Regions from separate parts of the Mus musculus genome. Here region 1 is linked to region 2. A link is a contact called in public Micro-C data. All regions are on one chromosome and are shown on one strand. Each heading gives the region's core, a stretch centred on a gene start, on an enhancer-like site or on the middle of the called end of the contact. The rest is flanking DNA. Distances are from core to core; before and after follow the strand shown. Region 1 has its middle 33 kb from the start of Gm32002. Region 2 has its middle 46 kb from the start of Gm34960.

Region 1 (6,716 bases), core at 4,076-6,575, 280 kb before region 2:
CATGACTACCTACTACTTATGATATAATTAACTGCTTTTTTATTTTTGCTTTTTTTTGCTATAACTTGTGCATGCAGATACCCAAAGATTGTTTTGAGTTGTCTTAACCACTTAATTTGGCAGAACAGAACAGGTTTTCCTTGCTTGCCTAGATATTGAAGATCTTCATGTGGCTTTTCCCTTTAAAAATCCTTCCCCATACCCTTCCTGCTTGGCAATCTCAAATTTGACTCAGAGATTATTCATCCTGCTAGCAGCTAATCGATAAATACTTTATTTACAATTAGATTTCGTCTATGGTCTTTTCAGAGGGGTCACAAACTCCATAACACTATAATGAGTTCTAGGTCAGCCAAGGTTACACAGTGAGAACTTGTCTCAACAAAAAATAAAAATAAATGGCTTGTTATTTAAACTTGAATTTAATAATTCAGCAAGCAACGTGTATTTGTTAAGTTCGAAACCGCATACTTTTCCATTTACTCTGACCTCTGAAACATTGCTACCAAAAATGCAGAGGAACCATGAAACAAGAGGATCATTAGTCTGAGGCTAGCCTGGCCTACATTGGAGAGAATCTGTCTTTAAAAGTATAGAGGCCGGGCAGTGGTGGCACATGCCTTTAATCTTACCACTAGGGAGGCAGAGGCAGAAAGATCTCTGAGTTCAAGGCCAACCTGGTCTACAGTTCCAGGACAGGATAGCCAGGACTACAAAGAAATAATAATAATAATAATAATAATAATAATAATAATAATAAACAAAAGTATGGGGAATATAAGCAAGAGCAAAAGGCAGACACTTGTTTTTCCAGTTTCATCTGAATACCAGCATATCGGAAAGGGTGATTCCCCTTCTGTGTCAGTGAATAAAAGTGTGTTGATTTGAGGAACTATAAATTATAGATTATAGATCACCTTCATCCTTTTTAAAAATGTATTCTATGGATGTGCATATTTTGCCCGCATGTGTGTACAGTATATGCACCATGTGCATGTTTGGTGCTCTTGGAGATGAATGGAGGGCATCAGAGCCCCTGGAACTGGAATTGTGGATAGTTGTGAGCTCTGTGAATGTGCTGGGAACCAAATCCAGGTCTCCTGTAAGAACAACGATGCTCTTAGCCATTGAGCCATCTCTACCACCCCATCTTCATTCTTTGTAAACTGCAACCCAGGATCCAAACAATGAATGCTACCAGCATTGTGGTCAAGGTGGGATATCAAACAGAACTCACAGTTGCCCTCCTGCCACAGTCTCCAAGAGTTAGACTGTAGTCTTGTGCTTCACTACCTACATCAGGATTGGGGTTGCTGAAGAGATCTCACAGGGATCAAGCCATCCTAAAACACATTGTCACAGGCTTCTCAGCTAACTTTCTTTCCTTCTTCCTCCCTTTTCTTTTTCTCTCTCTCTCCTCTCTCTCTCTCTCTCTCTCTCTCTCTCTCTCTCTCTCTCTCTCTCTCTCTCTCTCTTTCTTTCTTTCTTTCTTTTTGATACAGAGACTCTCTATGTAGCCCTGGCTGGCCTGGAACTCACAGAGTAGACCAGGCTGGCCTCAAATTCACAGAGATCTTCCTGGCTCTGCCTCCAAAGTGCTGAGATGAGACACTAACCTCTTAACTTCTCATGTACATCCCTGTGGACACAGAAACTCACTTTGACTTTAATGTTTTTTCCAACAAGTCAGCCTCATTTGATTCAAAATTTAATAATACATTTCAGATGCTCTTTCTAATCTTACTGAAAATAGAACATGCTCCCCCAAACAAGTTGACCACAAGTTAGAAGGAGTCTTTTTACTTCCCTCTTAGTTTCATTACTTGAAAGATATATTTATCTTTCTTATTCAAATTTGGAAGCTGGAATTTTAAAGAGCAGCTGGTCTAGATTTTAAAGATTTAGCTTTGTATTAACTTGTCAGACTGCCTCCCTTATGAGATTATTTTCATTTCTTGTGAAATTACAGGAATAAAGATGCATTTGCAATTACAAAATAGGTCAAGGTCATTCATGGTACTCATTTATTCTGCATCTCCATGAAAAGGACTAAAAGCATTGCCTGCATTTTGCAGATGGAAAAGAGCTAACAGGTTCCATCTTGCTCTGGGTATAACAGCAAAATCTGCAGTGAAGCCAGAAATAGAACCCCAGGGGATTTGTGTTCCTTGTTTGATGCAGAACAGCTCTCAACTCAAGCAGCCTCATTAAATCATGTTATAGAAGAATCAGATCTCTCCTGTCACTCCACTTTCTTTAATAGAATTAAGCAGTTAGGCCAGGTGTGATGGTGCAGGTCTGTAATCCTAGCACTTAGTGGAAGAAGTAAGATCAGAAGTTCAAGGTCATCTTCAGCTACGGAATAAGCTACAGGTTTACTTACTTATCAGACTCCCTTCTCAAAACAATAACAACAAAAATGTTTTTTGTCTAATCAAAGTTATTTTATGCTAATTAGTTTAATATAGAGAGACAGCCAAATATAACTTATAATGCCACTGAATACATTGACTTCTAGGCATAATGAATAGTCTGTAATAATATTAGGGAAAATCTTCAAAAACATAGACAAGATTTAAGTCCAATATAATTGAACACTGTAAGAGTGGAAACTGTGTGACTTAACCTCCATCTGGTCAACTAGCAACTTCTACCACAACTACCTTCATAGAATTCTTAATTTTAGGGGATTCTAATTTCTACCCTACAATCACCCTTAGAAAAATCAACCTTAGGAAAAGTTATTTGAATGAGATGTTCCCATGAGTTCCAGGTATGTATTTGAATACGTGGTTCTCAGTGGGGAGGGCTTAGGAGGTGTGACCTTACTGGTCACCTTGTGTGTCGCTGGGGGACAGGCTTCAAGGTTTCAAAATACTCAGGCTTTGTTGAGTGCCTTCTCTCTGCTTCCTGTTTGTAGTTTAAGGTGTGAGCTCTCAGATGCTATCACAGCCCCCACACCTGTCTTCCATCCTCTGCCTCCATTCCTCCATCACGGACTCTTACCTTCGGCATCCATAAGCCCCAAATAAACTCTTTCTTCTATAAGTTGCCTTGGTCACGGTGTTTGACCACACCAACAGAAAGGTGACGGCTTATACCAATATAGATAATATAATAGAAATTTCCATGCTGTCTGCCTTCCACCTTTTGTCTACCTTCTTGCCACTGCAGGGTTCCTAAGCCCATGTTTGTGCACATGAGTGTGCAAGTGTGAAGGTGAGGCCAGTGTAAAGTGTAAAGAGTGACCAACTGCTTCAGTGAACAGGGTGGTCCAATAGCTTTCCCAAAACACTAGCAGTGCACGGGTCCTTGGGTTAAAATGAGGAATTCAAGCATCCTGCTGGCAAGAGGAACTGGTGGAAGAAATGGGATCGGCATTGGGTTTTTTTGCTTTTGCTTTGTTTTGAAGCAAGGTCCCTGGTAGCTTTTCATCAAGAACCGCAGAGTGGCCTGGAACTCTCCATTCTTCCCACTCAGTCTTCATAACTTCTGTTTGACACCAGGCCCAGCTCCAGCTAAACTGCATAGAGCAGCTATAGGGTATAATGAATATCCACTAAAGGTCAGCTACTATTATCTAACAGACACGCCTGAACATATGCTGGGCATGTCATGTAAATACCAATGCTTTATTGATCTGCATTCATATTAGTTAAGGACATTTTGTTGTTTGGTTTGAAGCAGAGCCTCAGTATGTAGCCCTGGCTGGCCTGAACTAATATCAGTCCTAGTCCTACTACCTCAGCCCCTCAAGTGGTGGGATTACATGTAAGGGTGTTCTGCCAAGGCCAGCTTTGTTTTGGGAGATTTTTAAATATGCTCACCTGTGTCGAAGGCTGGTCCGGCAACCTCAGAAACCCCAGCAGCACCTTCCCCTGTGGCCTAGTTGATATCTCCACACTACATCACATCTCAGTCACCCTAGCCCTCCACTGTTGGTGCAGAAGTTCCAGAAGCTGTTCTACACATCCATGAATGCACAGGAACTCCTTCCTGGAACACGCTCTGTGCCGGTCTTCCCTCTACGGATGAGAGATTCCCAGGCTCTTCCCCTTTGCCTCAGAAACTGATCTTCAGTTCTCCACTTTGTCGTCCCTTCGTCAGTCTCAGGGGGTGTCACCGTGTCACCGACCTTCGCCATGATACCTCTTAACAAATATTTACCTTTTCTGAGTGAGTGTTTTGCCCCCATGTATGTCTGTCTGTACACTCTGTGAGTGCCTGATGCCAGAAGAGGTCAGTAGAGGACATTAGATCTTAGAACTAGAGTTATTGATGGTTGTGAGCAGCCCAGTGGATGCTGGGAGATGAGCCCAGGTGAGCAATCAGTGCTCTTAACCACTGAGCTAGCTCTCTATTGCCCCATAATATCTCTTGTTGAGTGATAGGTTTACATCCCTAAAAAGGTTCTTATATTCATGTCTGTCCACTAAGCCAGCGGTCCCACACTCCAGGGTCAATGTGCTGAACTTGTTACTGTCTTCCCTGTTCACTGTTTTCACTGTTTACCCCCAGGCTGATTTACAGTGCTTACACACTATCTCTGATCGAATCGTGGAGCGACATCACGACACAATGCTGTCACTTCTACAGAAGGGACATATCTCTCCTTCATTTCATGATCACATGCCTCTCATCTCTGGCTTTACTCCTTTTCGGGGCGGGGGCTTAGAGGGTAGAGAGCTTGTGTGTGTGGTGTGTACACATGTTCACAGATGTGTGCGCATGTGTGTATAGAAGCCAGAGGTTGTTGACATTGGATGTCTTCTTTGGTAACTCTGTTGAGAGGGAGGGGCTGGAGAGATAGATGGTTTAGCCATCAAAACTAGGCTTACACTCATCTTTCTGTGGCAGGACTTAATGCATCGCTGGCTGGTCTCAACTAACTATGTAGTCAAAGATAACTTTTAAACCAGGATCTCCCTGCCACTGCCCACTGAATGCTGGGGTTACAGGCTTGCACCACTACCACTAGTTTATGTGATGTTGGGGGTGGAGCCCGGAGTTTTGTGGACAAAGAAACGGTAGCTCTGAAAGCAAGGAAGCCAGGACTCAAAGCTGTCCCGAGACGTACAAGTACAGAGCAATCGAGAAGACCCACGGTGAGCGCCAGATCCTCAGCACCAAGGCGTAGGGAGAGCCTTTTGGGTTCGGTTTGGTGACCTGGCGCCCAGAGAAGGGCACTCCAGAAGCTCCCAGGCTTCTTCCTCCAGATCCAGAGCTGGAAGGGGCCAGACGGCCTGAACAACCCTGTCAGCCAATAGTCAGGCCAGGGACTATAGCATATGTAGGCCCCGCCCCGAATCTTCTCTGGGATTGGCTGGCTGCTCGTGGCGCTCCACCTTTATTGGTTGCCTTTCTATGGCCCGCCCTGCCAGGCTTTGGGTCACCGTGTAGCTTGTGGCCTGGGGTTTAGGTCCTGGGCTTGGCAAGGAGTACCCCGTAGTTTGGACATCAGGACGGCCGCGTGTCCCCTCGAGCTTTGCTTGCCCGGAGCAGAACTTTGCGGTCAGAACTAAGGATCAGGGCATCTTCAGCACGCTGACGGCTGTGCTTGGCCACCGCAGGGCGGATTTCCCAAGTTGATTCTCAATATCACAGCCGGCTCCAAGGAGCAGGTATATTCCTGGCCTGGAGCGAATGGAATGGCCCAAGCCAGGAGCATGAGTGGACAACAATGCATCTGGAGGATTCCTGAGCACAGCTGCTACAGCGGCTGGAGCTGACATTTGCTTTAAAAGAAACCAAAGAAAAACACCCCCAACAGGTCAGTGGTGGCACTTGGCACGCACACTCCTTTAATCCCAGCACTCAGGAGGCAAGAGGCTTTTGAACCTCGGAGAGTTCAAGGCCAGCCTGGTCTACACCGCAAGTTCCAGGACAACCACGGCTGCACAGAGAAAACCTGTTCACAAAGACAAAACCAAACAACCGAAAAAAAAAAAAAAAAAAGAAAAAGAAAAACATGCCGAGTGTGGTGGTGCACGCCTTTAATCCCAGCACTCAGGAGGCAGAGGCAGGTGGATTTCTGAGTTCGAGGCCAGCTTGGTCTACAAAGTGAGTTCCAGGACAGCCAGGGCTACACAGAGAAACCCTGTCTCGAAAAAACAAACAAACAACCCACCTCCTATGCATTTTAAGGCTGACACAGAAATCCATTAAAAAAACCATTACAAAAGTCTTTAGAAGTCACAGCTGAACCAGAATAAACTTCCATTCAGTGTAAGCACCTTTGTGATATTTTTTTTCGAAGTTCTAGCACAAGTGATGAATTCACACTTACCCTGCCCAACCACCGGAACCGTATAAAAAATACCTTTTGTACTCTGTAATCGTTGACTACCGATGGCACTGGCTGACTGAGGCAGTGGGTGTGCTTAGCTCTTCATTAGGGTGCAAAATAGCTCAGGGAATTCATACCCCCTGAGTGCCTCAAGACAAGTTGTTCATCCTTTCTCCAAGGACAAAACAGTGTACGAACTTAGAGCCAATAGATTCCCGATCTTAGCTCTTTCAGCAACAGCTGTGGAAGCCTTTCTGATGTATTGACCACTTTTAAAACACTGAAGCTGAAGGGGCTGTCCCAAGGCCTGACACTATTACTGAAGCTATGGAGCACTTACAAAAAGGGACCTTTCATGGCCTCACTCCAGAAGATACAACAAGCAGCTGAAAGAGTCAGATGCAGAGATTTGCACCCAACCAATGGACAG
Region 2 (7,610 bases), core at 2,102-4,601:
TCACGCATCACAAGGATTCTAGAGACATGTGAGACTCTGTCTACGACCACTCCCCTCCGGACCCAGTATTTTACATATGGCCTGGTCTGATCAGCTGAGTCCAGAGAGGTACAGTGCTGGATGCCAGGCACCCCAGATGCCCGGGTACCTCTAGCTTCTGAGACTCATGCTTCCCACTCATAGCAGAATAACTTCAGGTCACCGAATTTTATTCAAAGAGAACTACATTCGGTTGTCTCATTTACGGAGCTATTTCTCAATGCGGTGGATGCCACCGAAGAGAGCCAGGTTTTCGTTAAGGATTCCACAGGGCGGCTTCTTCAGTGAAACTCAAGTCTGGCTATTGTCTTCAGTAAATCTTGCTCCAGCAAGGCCTGCATCCACTTATCTTTGTGAATTGAGATTCTGTGGCTTGGATTCGGTTCCTACTCCTCCACCGGCCTCTCCCCACTTCATACTCTTCTAAGCCAAACAAGGATGGGGGCTGGGGAAGCCCAGTTCAGCGTTGTATTCTTTGTCTCTTGCTGCCCCCTGCTGTTCAAGACAGGGTAGGCTAAGCAGACTGGCAGCGAGCTCCAGGAACCTGCCTGTCTTTGCTTCCCTGGTACCATGGAAAGACGGTGTCACCACACCCATATGTATGTATACGCCGCTGGATGGAACTTGGGTCCTGATGTTGTGGCGAGCATTTTCCAAACGGCGCTGGTTCCCTGGCTTCTCCATTTTTCCTCTCAACATGGAAATGAAAGGATAGCTCCCGAGCAGTGGCTCTGTGAGGGAGAAACAAAGTGTCTGGCAGCAAAAGCTATAGGATTTTCTTATGAAGCACTCTCATTCCATTAGTTTTTTTTTTTTTTTAAATAAGGAAACAAAATCGTGTTACTTAATATCCATTTCTATTGAGCCAGTTAGTCCATCTAAACACACACAAGAGTCCAGACATGCACTTTGGAGTTATGGGAGAGATTTACTATGACGTTATGTTCCCATTAAACCCATCAGAAGGTGGAACCAGATGCCAAGAAAGTATTGACTGCACAGGCAAAACCCTCCAACGAGTTCCTCCCGGTTCACCTTGAATATGTCCTGAACACTCACATAATTCACATAATTTGGCAAAACCCATTGTAACACAAAGCCTATTTGTTAATAAAGTCCCGACTAACCCATGCCATTTCTCCAGCTCTCCAGGGAAAGGTGCCACAAAACGTCCCATTGGAGAAAGAAGAGAGTAAGCAGGTAGAATCACACTGCAGTTTGGCTTTGCTGCACCGTATACATACAGTGGACTAGAGGCCAACTGAACGACAGTCAAACTCTGGTGGGCAGGGGGACAGAACAGCATCATGAGGATCACACATAGGTCAGGAGCTCTTCACATGCACACTTCAAGAGGCACAGGGACTAAAACTCGAGTCCTCACCTGAATGAAGGTCGTCACAACCTCTGAGTACCTGGCCACTTAATTCCTTCACCCACCAGAATGAGAGTCTCAGGAGAGCAGACACTTGCTGCCCAGTTTACCATGTACTCACTCTGGATCGGCACAAATCCAGACGTGTTCAAGGTAAGGTCTTCCTGTCTCCGATCAGCAACCACTGATATTCATTTCAACCACTGATGTTCATTTCCCAGGCAGCAGCCAGACCATCTTTCTAAAACTCGAATCTGATCATGACTGTTGCCTATTTGGAAGCCCTCCAATGACTCCTCCTCAGTTGTCCTGGCAAAGCCCAAACCCCTAAAATAAGCCAATAAGGGATGGTGTGCATTTCAGCCACACCAAGGCCTTTTGGCATTCCTAAGGGTCATGTGTCAGGTGTCCCAGCATCCACACCTGTTCCCTGACTGGAATCCCTTTCCCTCTTCCCTAAATTGTGGTGACACCCGCAGGACCCAGCTCAGGGATGCCTCCCACTGGGCTGAAGTAAAACTGAAGTAAGAGGTAAAGCTATCTTCCTGGGCCTCCAAGTTGTAGGGTCTTAGTTTATTGGTGCTAAGGATGATTATCGTGAGCCATTACTTCTGAACCTGTGTTTTGCTTTCTTCTTCCTAAGCTCCTACAACCTCCTCTATTTCTTTAGGCATTTACTACACAAGATATGGTGCACACACCATTAGGATTTCTATGCCTGTTGGTCTCTTAATGGGACCTTTATGGAAGGCAATTGGATGTTCATTACTGTGTTCCTTTAAGAATAAAAAACAAGTGCCAGGCGTGGTGACGCACACCTTTAATCCCAGCACTCAGGAGGCAGAGGCAGGCGGATTTCTGAGTTCGAGGCCAGCCTGGTCTACAGAGTGAGTTCCAGGACAGCCAGGGCTACACAGAGGAACCCTGTCTCGAAAAACCAAAACAAGAAAAAAAAAGAATAAAAACATGAGCATATCATAAAAATTAGATATAGCATTCTTCTTTTAAACCTGTGTGTGTGTGTGAGAGAGAGAGAGAGAGAGAGAGAGAGAGAGAGAGAGGAGAGAGGAGAGAGGAGAGAGGAGAAAGGAGAGAGGAGAAAGGGAAGGAGAGAGGAGAGAGAGAGAGACTCTTAGGAGAGAGGAGAGAGGAGAGAAAGAGAGAGAGAGAGAGAGAGAGAGAAAGAGAGAGAGAGAGAGAGAGAGAGAGAGAGAGGAGAGAGGAGAGAGGAGAGAGGAGAAAGGAGAGAGGAGAAATGAGAGGAGAGAGAGAGAGACTCTTAGGAGAGAGGAGAGAGGAGAGAGAGAGAGAGAGAGAGAGAGAGAGAGAGAGAGAGAGAGAGACCCTTTTCCCCAGGATAACAAACAGGGTTTCAGATGACCCAAGACTACTAATAAAAATGATGTCATTCCAGGCTCATCTTTGGGGAGATAGATCAACTTTAATTGAGGTGAATCAAAGGTTATATAGTCCTGGGGAAGCAGGTAGGACTATCCAGGGTGGGCAAAGCTCATTGGTTGAAGGCTGAGGTGCTGAGATGCCTCATTAGCATGAGGAGGCACTCTAGGAATTCCAGGCGCTCCCTGAATGGGTTCTTATCTGGAGAAAGGAAGCTGAATCTGTAAGCAAGCGCCCCAGGCAAGGTCAGAGAAGGAGAAGCCCTGTTGACAGAGGGGGTCTGCCATTTTGCACTGAATATGTGTGGTGTGTGGTGTATGTATATATATGTGTGTGTAATGTGTATGTATATGTGTGTGTCTCTGTGTGTGTATGATGTATATGTATATGTGTGTGATGTGTATGTATATGTGTGTATCTCTGTGTGTATGTATATGTGTGTGTGATATGTATATGTGTGTGTGAGTGTATATGCAGAGTGGAGATCAACCTTGGTTCTTGCTCTCCCTTTGTTTAAGACTAAGTCTTGTTCACCACTGTGTACGCCAGGTCAGCTGGCTTTGAGCCTCCACTCTCATCTTGCTATAGGAATGTGATGTTATAGACATGTGCTATCTCATCTGGCTTTCTATGGGTTCTGGGGGTCCAAGTTCAGGTCTTCATGCTCACAAGGCAAGCCCTTTTCCCACTGAGCCCCCCCCCCCCCGTCCCCCAGTCTCAGATATAACATTTAAAGAATGACCTCTGAGGTCCTTGTGTGAGTACGTAAAATCCCAGAGTCCTGCTTTATAGGCCAGAGAAGGAAAAGTGTGGCTCAAACTTACCACAACTGGTTCTTTGTGGAATTCTGGAAGGTGCCCTCTTTAGGATCTGATGAAGACAAACACACATGATCCTTCTCAGGGTTTCTGAGTGTCACGTGGGCGATTGTATGGGAAGAACTCCAGGTGGTCCCTGCCAGGACAATGCTAATAGCAGTAATGAAGTGAACAAACGTGAAATCATTGATAGCACTTATGGCTACAGATTCACTACAATTATCCCCATAATGCTTGGAGGTGACAGAAGCTGGCACCGAAGGTGGGTCTATTTAATCCTCTCTCACACTGGCAAGGTTACAGGTAACTCCCTTGCCTGGGATCTGCTGCTCTGAGCCAAATGACACAGCAGCTCATATACCTCTCCTGCTCAAGAGTAAGTCCCCAGCTGCTGCCAGCGGGTGGACCTGAGTGTCATGAGACTGTGTGTATATGAAATGACTCTGCATGAGAGAAGAAATGGATGCTTTTCATAATTCACATCTCAGATTAAGATTTATCATCCCAGGAGTTTTGGTTCAACTTTGAAAAATAATGTCATCTATTTATGTTGTATACGTATGGATGACTTGCCTGCTTGTGTGTGTGTGTGTGTGTGAATCACGGACATGCCTAGCATCCACAGATGCCAGAAGAGGGCGTTAGATCCTTTTCATTGTATTTACAGATAGTCATAAACAGTGTGGGTGCTGGGAACCAAGCCAGGGTCCGCTGCAAGACCAGCAAGTGCTCTAGATACGGAGCTGACTCGCTACCTCAGACTTAACATGTTTTTTTTTTTTTTTAAATGAAGAAAACATAATCTAACAGAGAAAACATCACACCACAGATAATTTAGGCCTTCATGAATACTAGACCACTTTATACGTAAGTGTACTAGATTATAAAGCTAAGTCGCAATCCATCCTGGAACACACAAACAGGTCTCTATTGGAAATTTGCAGATGACCATTAATGGCAAGAATTAAACTTTTCTGGTTTTTGTTGTTGTTGTTTGGTTTTCGAGATAGGGTTTCTCTGTGTAGCCCTGGCTGTCCTGGAATTCATTCTGTAGACCAGGCTGAACTTGAACTCAGAAATCTGCCTGCCTCTGCCCCCCAAGTGCTGGGATTAAAGGCGTGCGCCACCACAAACTTTTCTAAAGAAGCGACCAGAAAGAGATGAAAGCTTAATGCACCTAGACTATAGCCCCAGGGAGAGATTTAGTCCTGAGTTCTTTTAACCTGGTGGCGCATCGGCATCCCCCAGAGGGTTTTGACCATCCTAAGTGCTTCTTGAGGGCTAGGACCTTAAAAGTTCTGAGTCAGTAGGTCTGGGGGGACATTTTCAACACCCCCCCCAGGAACTGCTGGTCAGGTGAATCCCGGGAAGCCTTTGCCAGCCCATTCCTTTGGAGATGTGGCTACAGATTGGGATTACCTGGGGAACTGAACAATTAATGATGCCTGGCTTCCACCCTAGCCACTCTAGTTTAGTTTGTATGGAGTACGAGTCGAGCAGTGGGCATTTTTTAAGGCTCCCTTGATGGTTGTAACGCGTAGCAGAGTTGGGGGGCTGCTAACGACATCGGGGAAGGGAGACTCAGGAATCAAGAAAAATTGAGTTTCAGAGATTGAGAATGTACGCTGTGGTAAAGCGCCCTGTGAAAATCCTCAGAGCCCAGATGAAGTCCTGTCTTACCCAGAGGAAGTCATGCAGGGGAACCGCAGAGATGCTCAGTGCTGTGTCCGTACCACAAAGGACCACAGGTCAGTGTCACAAAGCATGCACAAAGCCCTTAGCTCCCCAGTGCTGCAGAAAAACAGTAACGAAAATCCCACATGGGAGTAATTCCCCTGCAAATTATAGCTTGCTACCCAAGTCACACAATAGCCAGCCACCCAAGAACACCTGGCTGGTGGCCTACAATGGCTCCCTGACACACTGAGACTAAAGCCACTCCTGTGGTAAGCCCCTGTGACTGATGTTCTTTGTTTCAGGACAAATGACCCATGCTCCCGTCTTGATTCTGCGTGTCCCTTTGCACAGTTTCTTCAGCAGTACATAGTCATATAAACCTTATGCATCCCACACGGCCACTCTCTGCCACTCCCTGCCCAGTGCTTTCATTGGAGAGTTTCTCTTGTGTCGACGCTTCACGGTGACAGTCTCTGTCACATGACACTTGACAGTGATAATGAAAGGGGGAAGAGCAGACTTGAACTCATCGTTACAAAGCTCAGGACTTAGTAGTGACAGCTTTGTCTAGCCTTGGTCCTCAGCCTTGGGAGTGGGAGGATGCAAAGACCAATGCTCTATGACATTAGACATTTATGTTTAGTGGAGTTCTTCCTTTTGGATAAGAAACTCTGGCAAGATGGCTCAGCAGGGAAGGATACCTGCTCCTGAGCCCTGATGACCCAAGTTCGATCCCTGGGTGGTAAGGAGAGTACTGACTCGTGCCTGCAAGTTGTCCTCTGGCTTCCACATATATGACATGGCACGCTTGTGCAGTCGTAAACGTGTGTGCACAAACACACACAAACACATACATAGAAGCTCTTGTTGGTTAGTCAGTGAGCAGGATCTAAGGATACGGTAACTGAGCACAGTATTGGAGGCAATCAAGGGATGCTGTTTCCATCTCTTATTGAAGTTATTGTGAGGGTGGGAGGTGAAAAAAACATGCTGCAGGGAAGCAGGGACTTCTGAGGCCAGGGGGCTTCTGGGTGTGCACGGAGTGGGCAGTGAAACTGTGCAGACCGGGGTGAGTGTAGCACAGTGAAGAGCTGGTGGCTGGAGTCCAACCACAGCACTGATGTTGAACCCCTTACTGAGCTGTGCAACCCTGGGCAACTTTAGCTCTCTGCATCTCAGTTCCTCTGCTAGAGTTTGGGATGGTGGTTAGATAGGTCTTATAGGATTGTTGTGAGGAGTTAGTAAGAAATGACATATAAACCTCAAGCAGTTATCGAGTCAAGGCTTAGCTGAACTTATAAGAATACACAAATATTTGCAAATTCAGAAAGCACTTGGGTGAATCATTAATAACCACGGAGCTAGGTGTGCTCACTGTTGCTTGGAAAGGGGTTTTCCCTTGACATTAACGATACTGACTGCTACCAACTATGAGGGCTGGCAGGGATTTCTGTATATTACTATATATTGTGGAGTATGAAATATAAGAGCATAAAATGATGGGACCACAAAGTTTATGGTTTATCAGAATCACTTTCTGATTTCTTTATACATTGATCAAATGATTGTTGGTGCTGGACACATCATAATTTCTATCGGTTAGAAGAATGAGTAAAAAAAGTAATTGAACTAAACATTTTATGGGTGCCCAATATATGCTAGAATTAGAAATATTAAGGCTAGATTATGATTAGAATTAGAGCTATAAGCTTGAATAAAACAAGAACAATAAACCATCAAAGAGCTGATACTGCAATGGCTCATGTTCTCTCTCTCTCTCTCTCTCTCTCTCTCTCTCTCTCTCCTCTCTTCACTTACCTAGATCTATGTAAAAAGGTGGGCATCGTGTCATGAGCATACAGACCCAGTGATAGCACGATGAGAGGCAGAGGACAGGGACCAGCTGGGGAATCAGCTGACTTGGCCTACGGGCAAAGTTCTGAGCCAGTGAGAGATCTGTGGTCCTCTGATCTCCACATGTATGTTCCTCCACCAAGCATGTATGTTCCCCCATATACAAGAGGAGGGGGTGGGGTTCTGAGAGCATCATTTGTTCCAATCATTTTGAAATGTAAGCTGCACAAGATGCGTGGATGAAATGAGCCCAGGAATATCCACACTCCCCTCTACTTGCTTATCCTGCTGTTTGCAAAGACAGTAAAGGGAGATGAATTCCACCACTGTGTCCAAAGGTCGGCCACCCAATGTGATAAAGCAGGAGCTGCTCTCCAGGGTTAGGAGTCATCCAAGTCCCATCAGAGGAAGATGGTGGGCTTAGGGAAGAGCTCTGAGGCTGGGCTGCC

The links. Hi-C and Micro-C count contacts between places; a contact is called where the count stands out from the background.
Region 1: a contact with region 2 is called in a Micro-C map of trophoblast stem cells, with 5 times the contacts expected there. The contact joins two enhancer-like sites. A contact is called at or near these places in 8 of 484 Hi-C or Micro-C datasets (the CH12 cell line, the G1E-ER4 cell line, Th1 cells and 3 more) and 3 of 115 datasets of contacts at active chromatin or transcription factors (embryonic midbrain, embryonic stem cells and stem cell-derived neural progenitor cells).

The regions. Positions count from the first base shown.
Region 1 is chr5:74,125,265-74,131,980 of GRCm38.p6, reverse strand. No RefSeq gene overlaps it. Among named protein-coding and RNA genes, the nearest start is that of Gm32002, 33 kb to the left of the region's middle. Within about 2 kb of position 5,325, at least 227 of the 459 cell types and tissues checked have an H3K27ac peak or open chromatin away from gene starts, as enhancers often do. A contact at or near this core is called in trophoblast stem cells, where this site is marked.
Region 2 is chr5:73,847,117-73,854,726 of GRCm38.p6, reverse strand. No RefSeq gene overlaps it. Among named protein-coding and RNA genes, the nearest start is that of Gm34960, 46 kb to the right of the region's middle. Within about 2 kb of position 3,351, at least 6 of the 459 cell types and tissues checked have an H3K27ac peak or open chromatin away from gene starts, as enhancers often do. A contact at or near this core is called in trophoblast stem cells, where this site is marked.